Regions from separate parts of the Mus musculus genome. Here all the other regions are linked to region 1. A link is a contact called in public Hi-C data. All regions are on one chromosome and are shown on one strand. Each heading gives the region's core, a stretch centred on a gene start, on an enhancer-like site or on the middle of the called end of the contact. The rest is flanking DNA. Distances are from core to core; before and after follow the strand shown.

What was found. Hi-C and Micro-C count contacts between places; a contact is called where the count stands out from the background.
Region 2: a contact with region 1 is called in a Hi-C map of Th2 cells, with 2.5 times the contacts expected there. The contact joins two enhancer-like sites. A contact is called at or near these places in 1 of 15 datasets of contacts at CTCF or cohesin (pro-B cells), 8 of 484 Hi-C or Micro-C datasets (Th1 cells, Th2 cells, bone marrow-derived DN3 thymocytes and 4 more) and 1 of 115 datasets of contacts at active chromatin or transcription factors (CD8 T cells).
Region 3: a Hi-C map of the Ba/F3 cell line shows a contact between it and region 1, with 4 times the contacts expected there. The contact joins two enhancer-like sites. A contact is called at or near these places in 2 of 15 datasets of contacts at CTCF or cohesin (large pre-B cells and pro-B cells), 72 of 484 Hi-C or Micro-C datasets (B cells, the Ba/F3 cell line, the C2C12 cell line and 47 more), 14 of 115 datasets of contacts at active chromatin or transcription factors (the 230-238 cell line, CD8 T cells, DN3 thymocytes and 8 more) and 1 of 9 other capture datasets (embryonic stem cells).

Annotation. Positions count from the first base shown.
Region 1 is chr16:49,763,817-49,768,243 of GRCm38.p6, forward strand. Gm15518 (a long non-coding RNA gene) reads right to left here. Exons shown (of 5, transcript XR_003951928.1): 4 at 490-4,427. It overlaps Ift57 (intraflagellar transport 57), which reads left to right. Exons shown (of 11, transcript NM_028680.3): 11 at 1-1,310. The coding sequence ends at 104. Among named protein-coding and RNA genes, the nearest start is that of Gm15518, 9.9 kb to the right of the region's middle. Within about 2 kb of position 2,680, at least 42 of the 459 cell types and tissues checked have an H3K27ac peak or open chromatin away from gene starts, as enhancers often do. A contact at or near this core is called in B cells, the Ba/F3 cell line, CD8 T cells and 10 more, where this site is marked.
Region 2 is chr16:50,202,737-50,207,163 of GRCm38.p6, forward strand. The region is part of intron 14 of Bbx (bobby sox HMG box containing); the gene reads right to left. Among named protein-coding and RNA genes, the nearest start is that of Gm4827, 130 kb to the left of the region's middle. Within about 2 kb of position 2,230, at least 26 of the 459 cell types and tissues checked have an H3K27ac peak or open chromatin away from gene starts, as enhancers often do. A contact at or near this core is called in CD8 T cells, Th1 cells, Th2 cells and 1 more, where this site is marked.
Region 3 is chr16:50,043,440-50,047,866 of GRCm38.p6, forward strand. Gm4827 (predicted gene 4827) reads right to left here. Exons shown (of 4, transcript NR_045935.1): 2 at 2,327-2,601. Among named protein-coding and RNA genes, the nearest start is that of Gm32101, 4.0 kb to the right of the region's middle. Within about 2 kb of position 2,517, at least 139 of the 459 cell types and tissues checked have an H3K27ac peak or open chromatin away from gene starts, as enhancers often do. A contact at or near this core is called in B cells, the Ba/F3 cell line, CD8 T cells and 10 more, where this site is marked.

The DNA.
Region 1 (4,427 bases), core at 1,430-3,929:
TGGTGGAGCACACGCTACTTCAGTCAAAACTCAAGGAGAAGTGCAACATGACCAGGGACATGCATGCAGCTGTCACCCCAGAGTCAGCAATTGGCTTCTATTAAACACGTGGGCTTCCATGCTTCTGATTATTTCGTTTTTATATCAAATGATTTTTTAATGTTGCATTGATTTCCAAACACAATTTATACTTCTTCAAGCATATTCAGTGGGTATTTTTGCACATGTGTTAATATCATGGTGATTATGATGGCCAAAGCCTGTACAATGAATATAGTATTTAATAAAGTACTTAAAATTATCATGTTCAGAGAAGTGTTCACTGGCATTACCAATGGCATACTGCTGCCTGGTGGCTCATTAGTATTTTTTGTCTAAGTGACACATGGATCATGTGTATCCTGTGACCCTCTGGACTACTGACAGAGGACTGGTACCTCTGAGGATGCCCAGAGCTGGTACCATTCTACAGTGACCACTAGTACTTACATATTAGAGAAGCTAAGAATAGGAGTTAGAGTTCTTCGTAGGAAGCCAAACTTTCTTGCCTCATCTCTAGAGTTGATATTACCACCTCCTTAACTGTAAAAACAAGAAAGTTCAGTATCCACGTTAACAGGTGAAATCTAGTATTTGAAATAGTAGCTCTGCCATATTTGGCTCAGCTACTGTAACGAGGGAAACGATGCCTATGCCTGTGTCTGCAACCTATGCATTCACATGGAGTCAGCTCTGCAAACATGGTTCTGTAGAAGCCACCATGATGAATCCCATGGTCACCCTCTGGTAGTGACAGTCCTTTATTAGGCACCCTACTCAGCAATTTTTCTAGACTATGATTTCTAAGTCAGCCACATAAGCATTATTGAAGAGTAGCTTTTCTGGGCTGGGGGTCTGGGTCAGTTAGCACAGTTCTTGTCTGACAGGCAGGCTCTGGATTTGATCCTCAGCACTATAGAAACAAGTTGGTGATGCACACCTATGATGTAGCTCTCCAGGTGAAGCAGGGGACTGAAGTTCAAACTCATGGACCGGCAAGATGACTCAGTGGGTAAAGGCTCTTGCTACTAAGTCTAATAACTGGGGTTTTATCCCCAGCTCCAGTGGTTTGTACACATGTGTACACCTAGACACAAGTGTGCACACATAGACACACACACACAATAGGTAGGTAGATAGACAGAGAGACAGACAGATACCCTTCATTAGTTTGAAGAAGTAAAAATCACTTCATAGTAAATTTTGACTTAAAAATGCTTACGTTTATTTTTATGTTTAGGAAAAACATATTAAAATATAATTTTAAATCCTAGTACCTTTCTTCCCTAAATTTTTCTTTTTCTTGGCTCTTACTTTCTAGATATATAACACATTTATACACAGACACCTTTGGTGTTCACTAAAACTCCCAATTAGTTTAGATAAGAGAAAAGTTGATTTCTATCATAAACTACCACCCAAGACAATGGCAGTCAATACAATGGCAAGTAAGACAGTTCATTTAATCTATAAAAGGGAGTAATCCACAGTGGGATGATAGGCAATATGGAGCTCCTCTGCTGTGCTCAGTGCAATAGCCAAATAGAAAATGTGAAACAACTTCTTTGCCTAGGTTCTGTTGTAGCTGTGGATGCCAGAGGTCAACATGTGTCATTTTTGAGATAAGGTTTCTCACATGGATGTCACCAATAGCTTCATTGACCAGCGAGTTCTAGGGATCTCCCTCCCTCCTCCTCTATCTCCCAGTGCTGGGTTCGCAAGCACATTTGACCACAGCAGGCTTTGTAGTGGGTGCTGGGGATCTTCCTACTGCACGGCAAGCCGTTTACCTACAGAACCACCCCCCTTCCCCATTCCCTAATTATATGCTCTGCAAGGGTCTAGAGCATTGGTTCTCAACCTGTGAGTCAGGCCCCCATTTGAAGGTCACCTAAGACCATTGGAAAACAACAGATACTTACAGTCTGTAACAATAGCAAAATTATAGTTACAAAGTAGCAATGAAAATAATCTTACAGTTGGGGGTTACTACAACATGAGGGACTGTACTAAAGGATCACAGCATTGGGAAGGTGGAGAACCACTGGTCTAGAGGCAGGGACTACCCAACTACAAGTCTGTGCAATGCCTAGAATTCAAACATTGATATCTAAATTATCTTCTTAGAATTTTTTTAAACAAATGAAACCAACGCATTCCTTTTAGAGAACTGATTCCTAAACTGGGAAGGAAAGTATATATGTACCAAAAATGTCTGGCTCTGCCATAAAGTACTCAAAGTATGTTGGGGAAATATCCAATGAACAGCCAGATACAGAGACAAGTTGAGCATCATAATAATGAACTGTATAACCACAGGCCCATATAGATACGACTCCTTACAATAGGATGTCTGATGTGTGACAACGTGGATGCTGCACTTAGAAAAACACCAGCTGCAGGTACCATGCTAGCTAATTGGAGGGAGAATCATCAGTGAATGCCGAAACGACTAGGGGGAAGCTCGATGAGAAATGGGGTGACTGCATGGTTTCATTGTAGAAAAAGTAACCCACAAAGAGAGAAAACTGTCAATATACACTGGAAAATCCGGTACATACCACTTACATTAAGTTGATCAAAGTTAACATCACCAGTCTTGGACAACTACCGTTTACCACCTGAAGAGGGCACACAGTTGTTGGTCATACTGGAGATGCATAGCCTGAATATAATAACAAAATGACAGCCACGTCCCAGTTGAGAGGCTTGTACAAACAGCCTGTGTGCTTCAAAAGTGACTAGATGAGGTACAAGGACCAAGGAATTGTCCCTGACTATAGGGGAGAGCAGAAGCATGACACCTGAACACAGCACTGCTCTAGATTGGACCCTGGATCAGTAAGGAGATGTAGACTGGTGCTACAAAGTACATTTTAGCACAAAAGGAAAAGGTTGGGTAAGGTCTATACTTTAGAAAATTGCATCTTAATTTCTTAAGTTGGTTTTGAGCCGTGGTAATTGAAAAGAATTTATGTAAAATAGTACACATAATGATTTAGCCATAAAAGGGCATCATGCCAGCAGTGTAAATGGTTCAGGAGACGACTATGTGTGTATTGGGGGGAGGGGGAGCTAGAGTTGTATATAGAAAGATGAAAGTGATAAGTCATGACATAATAGTTCAATCCTGATTACCTTGATTGGATTCTGGCCCACATACAACATGTTCCATTACTATGTACAACTAGCATGTTAATTTAAAAACCTAACAGGCAGTATGGTTTTTGGATGCTATTTCTCAAGTCTCTACCAAGCAGGTGCCTAAGATTATGCTAAATTTAAAAGAATCACCATGACATAATATTGTTAACTAGTCATTAAAAGCTTTCACTAAAAAAAAAAACAATAGAAATTATGATAAATTGTTACCATATTGAGAATCTGGGAAACAGATATGTAGAAATCTGTTGAACTGTTGCAGCTCTCCTGTAAGTCTAAAGTAATAGTTCATACAGGTGACATGCAACTGGGCAGCCTCTCCCCCGAATATACCATTCATTTATTAGAACAATATGATCTTCCGTTGAGATGCTGTAGTTCACCGATAAAACAAAGTTATAATTGTATTCACTGATCAAATTGAACAAATTCTCAATCAATCCAAACAAGGTTTCTCCACCTCCCCCTTTCCCTTTCCCTTAAATTTGCAAGCAGTGCTTAGGTTTTTACTTTTGTGGTTTGTTTTTTAAGAGTATCAGAACCTCTGTTGGAAGGGTTCACAGAGAACATGCCCATGCAAATAGGTATGAGAACCCTATGTCATCTGGTGCTATGCCCCATCCCTTCACGGGTTTCAAGAGAGCCTGTGTGAGAACACGAGACGCCTGTGGATTTGGCTCAGAGCTCCCAGCATGGATGATGAGCAGGCACTCTGTGCTCCCTGAACACAACACAGTATGAAGATGTAGGCTTCCAGATGATCCACTGGCCATCCTAAAATTGGGCCAGACGCTGTTCTTAAAATTTGTGTACAAGTAAGAAAGGTCTTGAGAGGACTAAGAGTGTAGCTCAGTGGCAGAATGCAAGGTTATCATGCAGAAGGCAATCTGTTGAGGTCCTAGCTACAACCCCCGTTAATATGTTTTATATATTTAAAACAATGTTACAATAGAATTTTAGAAGGTGGAATTGTGTGACCCTGTTTGTGAAATTACAGTGATTATAGCTTCATTTTTTTCCAACTTAATGTGTCTAACAACTACAAACCTTAAACTGCTTATTCTTAAATTAGAAATTTACTCTGTTAAATAAATAAGAATGATTTGAATTCACATTTTTATAGGCTGTTTTATAGAATTTAAAATGCAAGAGGGAGAGCAATGGCCACCTCATATTAACAGATCTAAGTAATGCCTCGAGCATTAGAATCCTGTAATTGTGTAATT
Region 2 (4,427 bases), core at 980-3,479, 440 kb after region 1:
CAATTTGTTTGCTACTTATTTATATTTTCCTTAAATTTGTAGAGGTTGCAAACACATCCTCTCATGCCTCTTTTACACTGTGAAGGACTAGATCACGTATGAACAGCAGGCATTTCATGAGTGACCTGCCTCCCACCAGTGACCTCCACCCTCAGCTCCCTCACTCCCTCTTCATCATCTTTGGATTTGGTACAGTGTTTGATCTGGTAGGTGGAGGTATTAATGTATGCAAGCCTACTGCCTGTATCCTAAGAGATCACAAGTTCTGGGTGTGGCCAGGGCACCTTTCTGAGACCTTCTGGGCCAGTACAGTTGGGTAGGATGATAACAGTACTTTCTTGTTTGAAGACATAGAGATTAAATATGTACTTCTTATATTCACATTAACAGCTGGGACATTTACCTTGAAGCACCAGGCTGGACAAAGTAGAAAAACTGTGAGGCTTAAACTTTTCTCATGCATACAGACTTATCAGATAAGGATAAGATAAACATTGGTAGGGTCAGCATGCAAATGGGACTCTGAATTCTTGGACAGAGTGAACACACTTAATGAGATAATTGAATGAAGCACAGTTCATGGAGAGACTGGGTTTTGGCACTGTAATTACAAAACCAATAAATCATTTAATAACACAGGACTGAATTCTCAGTGACTACCATCAAGGGTATGGAAGGTACAGGCCATTAAAAGTCTTCTTCCTTGGTTTTGATTACATGGGAACACTTGTCCCACACACTAACTTCCTTATGTATTCCTCCTTCCACTCCCTTATTTTGAAATTAAAAAAAAAGAAAGAAACATGTAATTACAGTATAGTAATCATTAAAAAAAGTAAATATCCTATGGGACTAGAGAGGCGGCTCAGCACTAAGCCGAGTGGCTGCTCTTCCTGAGGACCTGGGTTTGATTCCCAGCGCCCATGTGGCAAATAATAACCCTCTGGAACTCCAGTCCCAGGGAATTCAATACTGTCCTTGGGCCTCGGAGAACACTAGCACACATGTAATATGCAGACATACTTGAACATAAAATACTTACACAAGGAGGCAAAACATCCATACATCTAAAATAAATAGATTTATAAAAGTAAAAGCAATCAAGTTTCATGATTGGTGCTTTTTTTCTTTTTTCTTTTTTTTTTTATGCCAGTGACTGAGCTAAGGTTTTGGACAGGAAAAACGTTAGTAGTCATTCAATCTCCTAATAGTAGGCACAGAAATCATTTTTGACAAAGAAAAGGGAAGACTAGGTCAGGAAATGACTTGGGAGGCAGAGGCCAAAGGATGTTTAAAGTTGAGGTCAACCTGCTCTACAGAGTGAGTTTTAGAACAACCAGTGAATCTTTGTCTTGAAAAACCAACCAACCAACCAACCAACTAAACAAAAACAAAAATATATGTACAGTATAAAAAAAAAGAGCAAGAGAAAAATCTAGTAAGAACAGCTCTAAGTGTGTGAAACTCACTGCTGGTATAAATACTCCTCTAAGTCTAATTGAAAATTTTAATCTAGCTCTATAGTGATTTTAGATATAGCCTTGACAAAAGAGGACTACAAATTAGAGATTTTTTTTTTTTGCCCTGGAAATCATAGATATCTGAAATGAAGAGGTTGATTCATACTCCAAACACATAGGAAAATTACTACAATTCCACCAAAATAGAGTATGGACTTCTTTTTGGCCGTGTATCAGTATCTCAGTACTGCAACACAAATGGCTGTGTGGGGACAGGCTTAAGGCAGCAATTACTGGTTTCACAGCACTGCCTCAAAACACCCGGTAAGCATGCCTCTAAGCACTATCGAAAGTATGGACTCCACAATCAGAGAAAAGGCCTTCTTATAATTTAGACCTAGTCCCAGGTTCAAGAGCAGAATAGCTTTCATCATAGGTACTCAGGCTTAGACTACTGGTTCTTTGCTTCTTAGCTTAGCATGGGCCAATGGAAATATATATGTAAGCTCTTTAAATATAAAAGCTTTAATAAAAAAATTTGCTACAATTTAGTTAGGAATAATTCAAGTAAGTTTAATGACTAGATAGCCTTAAAACTCAAAGCTTCAGACAAGGTGAAAGAAGCCCAACCTGGATTTGCAATGAACATCAAATAATGTCTGTTGCACTTTCATAAGCCTCAGCTTTGCTTATCCCTCCTGTCACTCTGGAGGGATTTCTGCTCAACTCCCCAGTGCCACTGCTACTTCACAGGTGGGGATCCCCAAAACATACTCATTTCCCTTTGCTAAAAAAAATCTAAAACGTGTGGTAAGAAGTGCAAAGCACAGGGTCCAACGGTGAAAAGAAAATTGTGTTAGGAAAAGAAAAGGCCAAGTGGTTTGTGAAACATCATCTGACTTCCTGAGATAACAAGATTTCAGAGAATCCAGCCACAGACACAAGGACTCATCTCCTCTTGAACTGCAGTTTACTAACTGTGGGACCATGTGTTTCTACATACAGATGTGAACTGGGCTGGGTTAACTCTAAAGAAGACACTCAGACCTAAAAGGGTAGTTTCGCCACATAGCCTACACTAACAGTTTTATAGAAAATAATGGTGTTGAGAAGAAGAAGCATCTTTGTCAGTCCAGGGTCCCAATTAGGAGGGACACTTGTGGATTAGCATTGTTTTAACTTATTGATTTTCACTGGTGAGCCCTGAGGTAACAGCATTCTACTAAGTATTGCTCTTTTGAAAGTCTCTTCAGATGACCCTGATAAAGACACATTAGAGACCAAAGGCATGGCTGCTAAAGGCCAGGTACAGGAGGAGAATTCAGGTCCACATGCAGACAGGAGTAACAGTCAAGTTCTAGATGTCAGCTTATTAGGAGAAAGCAAAGAAGTAACAAGTTACAGACTAGGTGCAAGGCAATGTATAATATAGTCCCATGGGAACTCTGTGTCAGCGCCCCCGAATGAACTTACACAGCTAAATCTATTATTGTTATTATCATTTCACCTAAACCTAGTATCAGATCTAGAAGAAATCATAGACCCTGCAGATTATTCATACCTGACAAAGGTATGGAATAAGAGCTAAGACCGTGTTAGAGAGGTAATGAATGGAGAGCTAAAGGTCTCACTTGCCCCACACTTTGCCTTGATATTAAATCCAGAAAACACAGCTATGCACAGAGGCCTATGTACAGGGTCACCCCCTCAGGGACAATCTACTAAGATGGAAGACCTGAGGACAGTAAGGGTGAGTCAAATACATAGTCCTCTGTGACAAAACAGTACTCAGCCACACCAACCAAAGCAAAGTAAGTGAGAGGCAGGGCATGTGGGGCACAAACTCAAACAGCTCGGGAGGAAATCAAGCCTTTCTTCCCCCACTCAAACAAGCGGATGTGTGAGGAAAGAAAGACTTTGCCATCCAAAGCACATTAGTCACTTCTCTTTAGACTTTTAATTGAACACACAAAATTCCTCAGGCACTGGAACAAGTCCACAGGGCTGGCTTTCACACTCGACAATAACCATAGCACACGTGAAGTGCATCATCTGAGGGTGATAATGCCAGCTTACTCCTGGAGCCACATTAAGACGGTGGCAGAAAGAGACGGCTTTGTTTTCCAAAGTGCTCCCCAAATGTGGAAGAGTATTCTTTGGGAAAACAGCACTGTACTTGGACTGCACCCCACGAGGCTACTAGAATCGGGAATTTACATTCCAACTGGGAAATTCAGTTGCATTGAAATCATTATGGCTGTATTTGAAATCTCATTGCCTTTGGTTGGTCTCCCGTGAACTAAAACAAGTCAGATGCTGAATGAAAAGAGAAAGGAATGAAGGAGCCAGATTTATGATTCTGGGAGACTTTGCTGGAGTTATAGAGCTACAGTTCCAAACATGGGAAACAGATCCAGTTAGGGCTGTATGGATCACATTTAAAGATCTCCCTGTACAAACAGGCTGCCTGCCATTAATTCCTGGAACTATATTACAAATTGCAAAGAAACTACTCTGATGGAGATTTTGAACATATCCCTGGCTAGCTTGGCACTTATTAGATAGACCAGGCTTCCCTAAAGTTCAAGGCAACCCCCTCCCACCTTAGTCTCCAGGATGCTAGGATTACAGCAAACCCAATGAGGGCTAAAAGTTGACAGATCTGCTTGGAAAAATGAAACAGTAATGTCCAAAGTGCTTAAGTAGAAAGAATTCTGTTTTTTTCTGTCTTTATCGTTTAATTGACCTACATTTTTTTTTTAAATCAGGTGTTTGGGGCTAATAACTGTCCTTAATTCAATGGGGTCACAATCAAAATTTTAAAACCTCACAAAAAGAAAAGCCCTCTAAGTGTCATTAAGTACTAACTATCATCATACCACCATTGTGGAGTTAAAAATCTTTAGTCACCACATTCCATGGAAAGACAAACTGACTACGGTAGGTCTTCTCAGTTGACAAGAAAAA
Region 3 (4,427 bases), core at 1,267-3,766, 280 kb after region 1:
TAAATTGCAATGGTAGATCATTGCTATGTTTTAAACAAATAAAAGCTAGTCTGAGGAGGTAGCTCATTTTGTAAAGGCACTTGTCCCCAAACCTGGACAATTGAATTCGATCCATGGGATTCACATAGTGGAAAGAGAAAAAGAAATCCCTCACACACATTGCCCTTGGACCTACACATGTGTACTAACACACACACACATATACACACACACACTACACACACACACAGAGTCAGTCAGTCAATCCATCTACATAAAATAAAGCATTGTGAGATAAAACAAAACAAAACAATGTGGTTAAATTTTGGAGAGGCAGAAGGGCCCTACTCTATGAGCTCAGAGTAGAATGATATGAAGCGCTTTTGAGACTGTCTGATATCCAAGGTCATTTACAGAAAGGGAAAAGCCAGGGCTGGAACTGGAGAAAGGAGGAGCTGAAAGGTTCGAGCCCCATGGAGAAATGATGAAAATGTGCTGTGGTGGAGCCGGATTCCAGCGCTGTCTGAGATACAGCAGGGTAGGCAGCAACCGGAGGGCACATGTGTTCATTGCTTCTCTTGTGTCTATGAGCAGATACAAAGACAACTTAAGGAAGTAGTCATTGTAGTTGATCACTGTTTGAAGGAGGGTATGGGAAAGTATGGCCCAGGGAGTGTAGGGGTCTAGACACCCATATATGAATGTATGAATAATACTGTGTCCTTCATCAGAAAACAGAGAGTGTGCATGCTCATTATTTAAATTACGTGTATGGGAGTGTCTGTGTGTGCCTATGTATTCATTAGACTTAAGTGCCAGTGGCATCAGAGTTACAGGAGATTGTTAGGTCCCACAGCATGGGTGCTGGGAACTGTGCCAGTTTCTCTGCAAGAACAGGAAGCCCTCTTAACTGCCCAGCCATTTCTTCAGCCTCCCTTGATTATTCAGCCAGAGACCTCAACCCATGGAATGATACCACCTGCCTTCATGACACACCTCAGCTCCTCCTTGGTTAAACCTCTCTGGAAGCAGACACATCCAAGGGACACACAACTCCCAGGTCATTCCAAGCCCAGTCAAAATGACCCTGAAGATAAACCCCAGCAGACTACATTCTGGCTATGGGAAAGAACATCATCTAACCAAGGCAGGACAGCCAGGGCTACACAGAGAAACCCTGTCTCGAAAAGAAAAAAAAAAAGGAATATCTGATTTACATTTTAAAAGACCAATCTGGTTGCTACAGTGGCAAGTGAAGCCCCTCTTTGGGGAAAGGTGGCAGTAAGAAACTGCCGACAAGATATTTTGGGTATCCAGGTGAAAGCTGATGAATGGTGGCTTGTCCCCGAGAGGAGCTGCAAAGATGGCGAGGAAGCGACAGATGCAGACTATTTTGGAGGTAAGCCAACAAGAATTGGAAGGGGATGGAAGATACTATTTCTAAATAAAGAATACAACAGTTCCTATCTTTAGTTCAAAAGCCTTTTATGTCAAATGATATAGCAGCTAATAGATCCACTCTAAAAATATACTTAATGTACATTTATGCTAATATTAAAGTTCTTTAGGCCTTTAAAGTTTTTCTATCATAAAAATAGTGCATGCTTATGAAAGAAAAATTCCAGATACAGAAAAACAAAAGTTAGAATATTATATATATATATATATATATATATGATACAAGTTTTTTTTTCTGAAAAATTATGGTTTGATCTTGCATTGTGAGGGCGCCAAATCAAATTCCTTTCTCTTTCTCTGTCCCTGTCCCTCCTCTCCCTCTGTCTGTCTGTGTGTGTCTCTCTCTGTCTCTGTCTCTCTCTGTCTCTGTCTCTCTGTCTCTCTGTCTCTCTCTGTCTCTCCCCCCCCTTCTGTCTCTGTTTTTTTTTTCTCTCTCTCTCTCTCTCTCATTTGAAAAACTGCAGTTTAACCACAGCAACACAATAGCTTCCTGTAGATCTATTTTGTGTATCAGAGATACCTTCCCGGGGGGCAGACTGGGGCTAGTGGAGTTCCACCTCTCCCAGACCTTAACTTAAGAACTTCACTGGCCTGCTACACAAATCTATATCTATTCCTGTTTTGATGGGGAGGAGGAGGAGGAGGAGGAGGAGGAGGAGGAGGAGGAGGAGGAGGAGGAGGAGGAGGAGGAACCCCAGTTATTGACAGCAACATTTGCCTGAGCAAGGATGAATAATTCAGGTCAGTGGGGGAGCTAGTTGGAAAACCTTTTAAAAGGGCAGTCAAGCCTGTGTTTAGAATCCAGCTGATGTGTGGCCTGTTTCTGTAGGAGGGCCCTTGAGTTCTGTTATTTTTAATGCATTTGCCCTATACCCCTCCGCAAACTCACCCATGCACTAGGTTCCCTATTTGACCTTGTCAATTTAAAACTTAGGATGCGGTCGATTGCTGCACGGGATTGGCGAGAGTGAGTGGTTAGGGGACACAGCAGGGGCACGGGACCCTAAGGTCCTGCGCAGAGAGAAGAGCCGAAGGCTAGGCTGGTCTTTCAGCAGCGTCCCATCCCAGGCTGGTGAGGTAGCGCGAGCCAGTGAGCTGTAAAGTGGCAGGAACCTCCGCGCAGCATCCTCTCCCCTGCCGCGCGCAGTAATGGATCTCTGCGTCCTAAAAGAGGAAGATAATACCGGGTTTAGCTTATAAATAGATGGTTGTATGCTCTCCCTGCGAAGCATTGATTGAGACAGCCAAGCTGACTATTGATCTAATTTTAACTTACATTTTAGCCCTCACGCTCCCGCCTTCCTGTCAGTGCTCCGGTGAGTGACCGGCATTAGCCAGTGAAACCGCTAGAGGGCGAGCCGCTTGCCTCCTGGGCTCTATGGGTCTGGCCTCTATTTATGCAGACTAAACAATGCTAGCCTTCATCGAATCTGAAAGATAGGAGTTTGCTTTTCTCGCGCTGGGATGACCTCATCACTGATGAAAGTCAGAGAAAAGCATAGAATTGGACGACTGGCAGCAGAGAGAGATAAAGCTTGCAGTTAACCTCCTCCCACTCCACCACTTCCACAGAACACCAGGCATGTGCTTCCTACCCAAACCTGGTGAAACAGTGAGGGCAGACGAAGGGAATGAGAAGTTCTCGCAGTTGTCACTCCTGTGAAACAATCACGGTGTAAAAAGTTCATACTGCCTATGCCCTGCCTTTACTGAGATGTCACTAAATGCCAGTACGAGGCCGACCTCCAGGCAAGTGACTTAATTTAAAAATATATTATTTCAGGCCAGCCTAGGCTAGAAACTGAGACCCTGTCTCAAAACAGCCAAAACAAACAAAACACTATATATGTGTGTGTATTCATTATTTCTAAACATAATTCATATTGTCAAGGTTTAATGAATACCAGCAATTTCATACTAGTGGTTTATGTAGCTCAAATCTTGTGGTATTAATAGGGTTGGGAATTGAAGCCCACCACTTTCTCGTTCATTACCTTTTGAATCATGGAGTATTGGATACAATGTGTGGGGGTGCCAGCTATGATCAGGTTAGGCTGATCTAGATCAGGCTAGCCTATGGGCATGCCTGGAGGGGCTTTTTTCCTACTTAGGTTAAATGGAAAGACCCAGCTCGGTGTACACAGTACTATTCTCTGGCATTTGGGTCCTAGGCTGTATTAAGTAAAGCAAGGAAAAAACCCCACCAGAAACAGAATGCATACCTCTCCAGACGTTCCCACCTCGCCCTGAGCTTCCTCAGCATTTAGACCTGCCTTTCCTGATTGAATAAAACATTATTCGTAAGAGCTAGTGGCTGCCAAGCATCTGTTTCAGGTCAGGCATTGTGCTTGCCATTATAATTACATTCATTACCTCATTAAATCCTCAAGAAAACCTATCAGATTCTATTATTAACTCATTTTAGAGCTTAAGAAGCAGGCTACAGTCTTTGCCTAAAGTGGAGTACCTAGAAAGGGACAGAATCCTTGTTGATTCTGTGAGGGATTGCCTAGATCAGGCTAGCCTGTGGGCATGCCTAGGAGGGGCTTTTTTCTTTCTTAGATTAATTGGTGTGGAAAGACCCAGCCAACCGGCCCGCTGTATGCAGTGTCTCTGGGGTTGAGTCCTGGGCTGTATTAGAGTAAAGCAAGCAAGCACAGGTGAATTTATTTCTCTCTGCTCTAGACTGCGGATGTGCTCCGACTAGTTGCTTCAAGCTCCTGCCAGTGTGACTTCCCCCCAAAATAATGGACTATAAGCTGGAATTGTGAGCTAAAATAGGCCCTTTCTCCCATAAGTTGTTTTTTTATATCGGGATATTTTATCCCAGCACCAGAAACGGAAGTAGGACAACCATCATGTTGCTAGGTAGCCGGTTAGATATTAGCAGGATGAGAGGACATTCAGGCTGGGCTACCTTCTCAGAATCAGCAACGTGGAAAAGCAAAGAACTGGAGCTTCCTCACCACATCTCTGGCCCTGGTGCGATG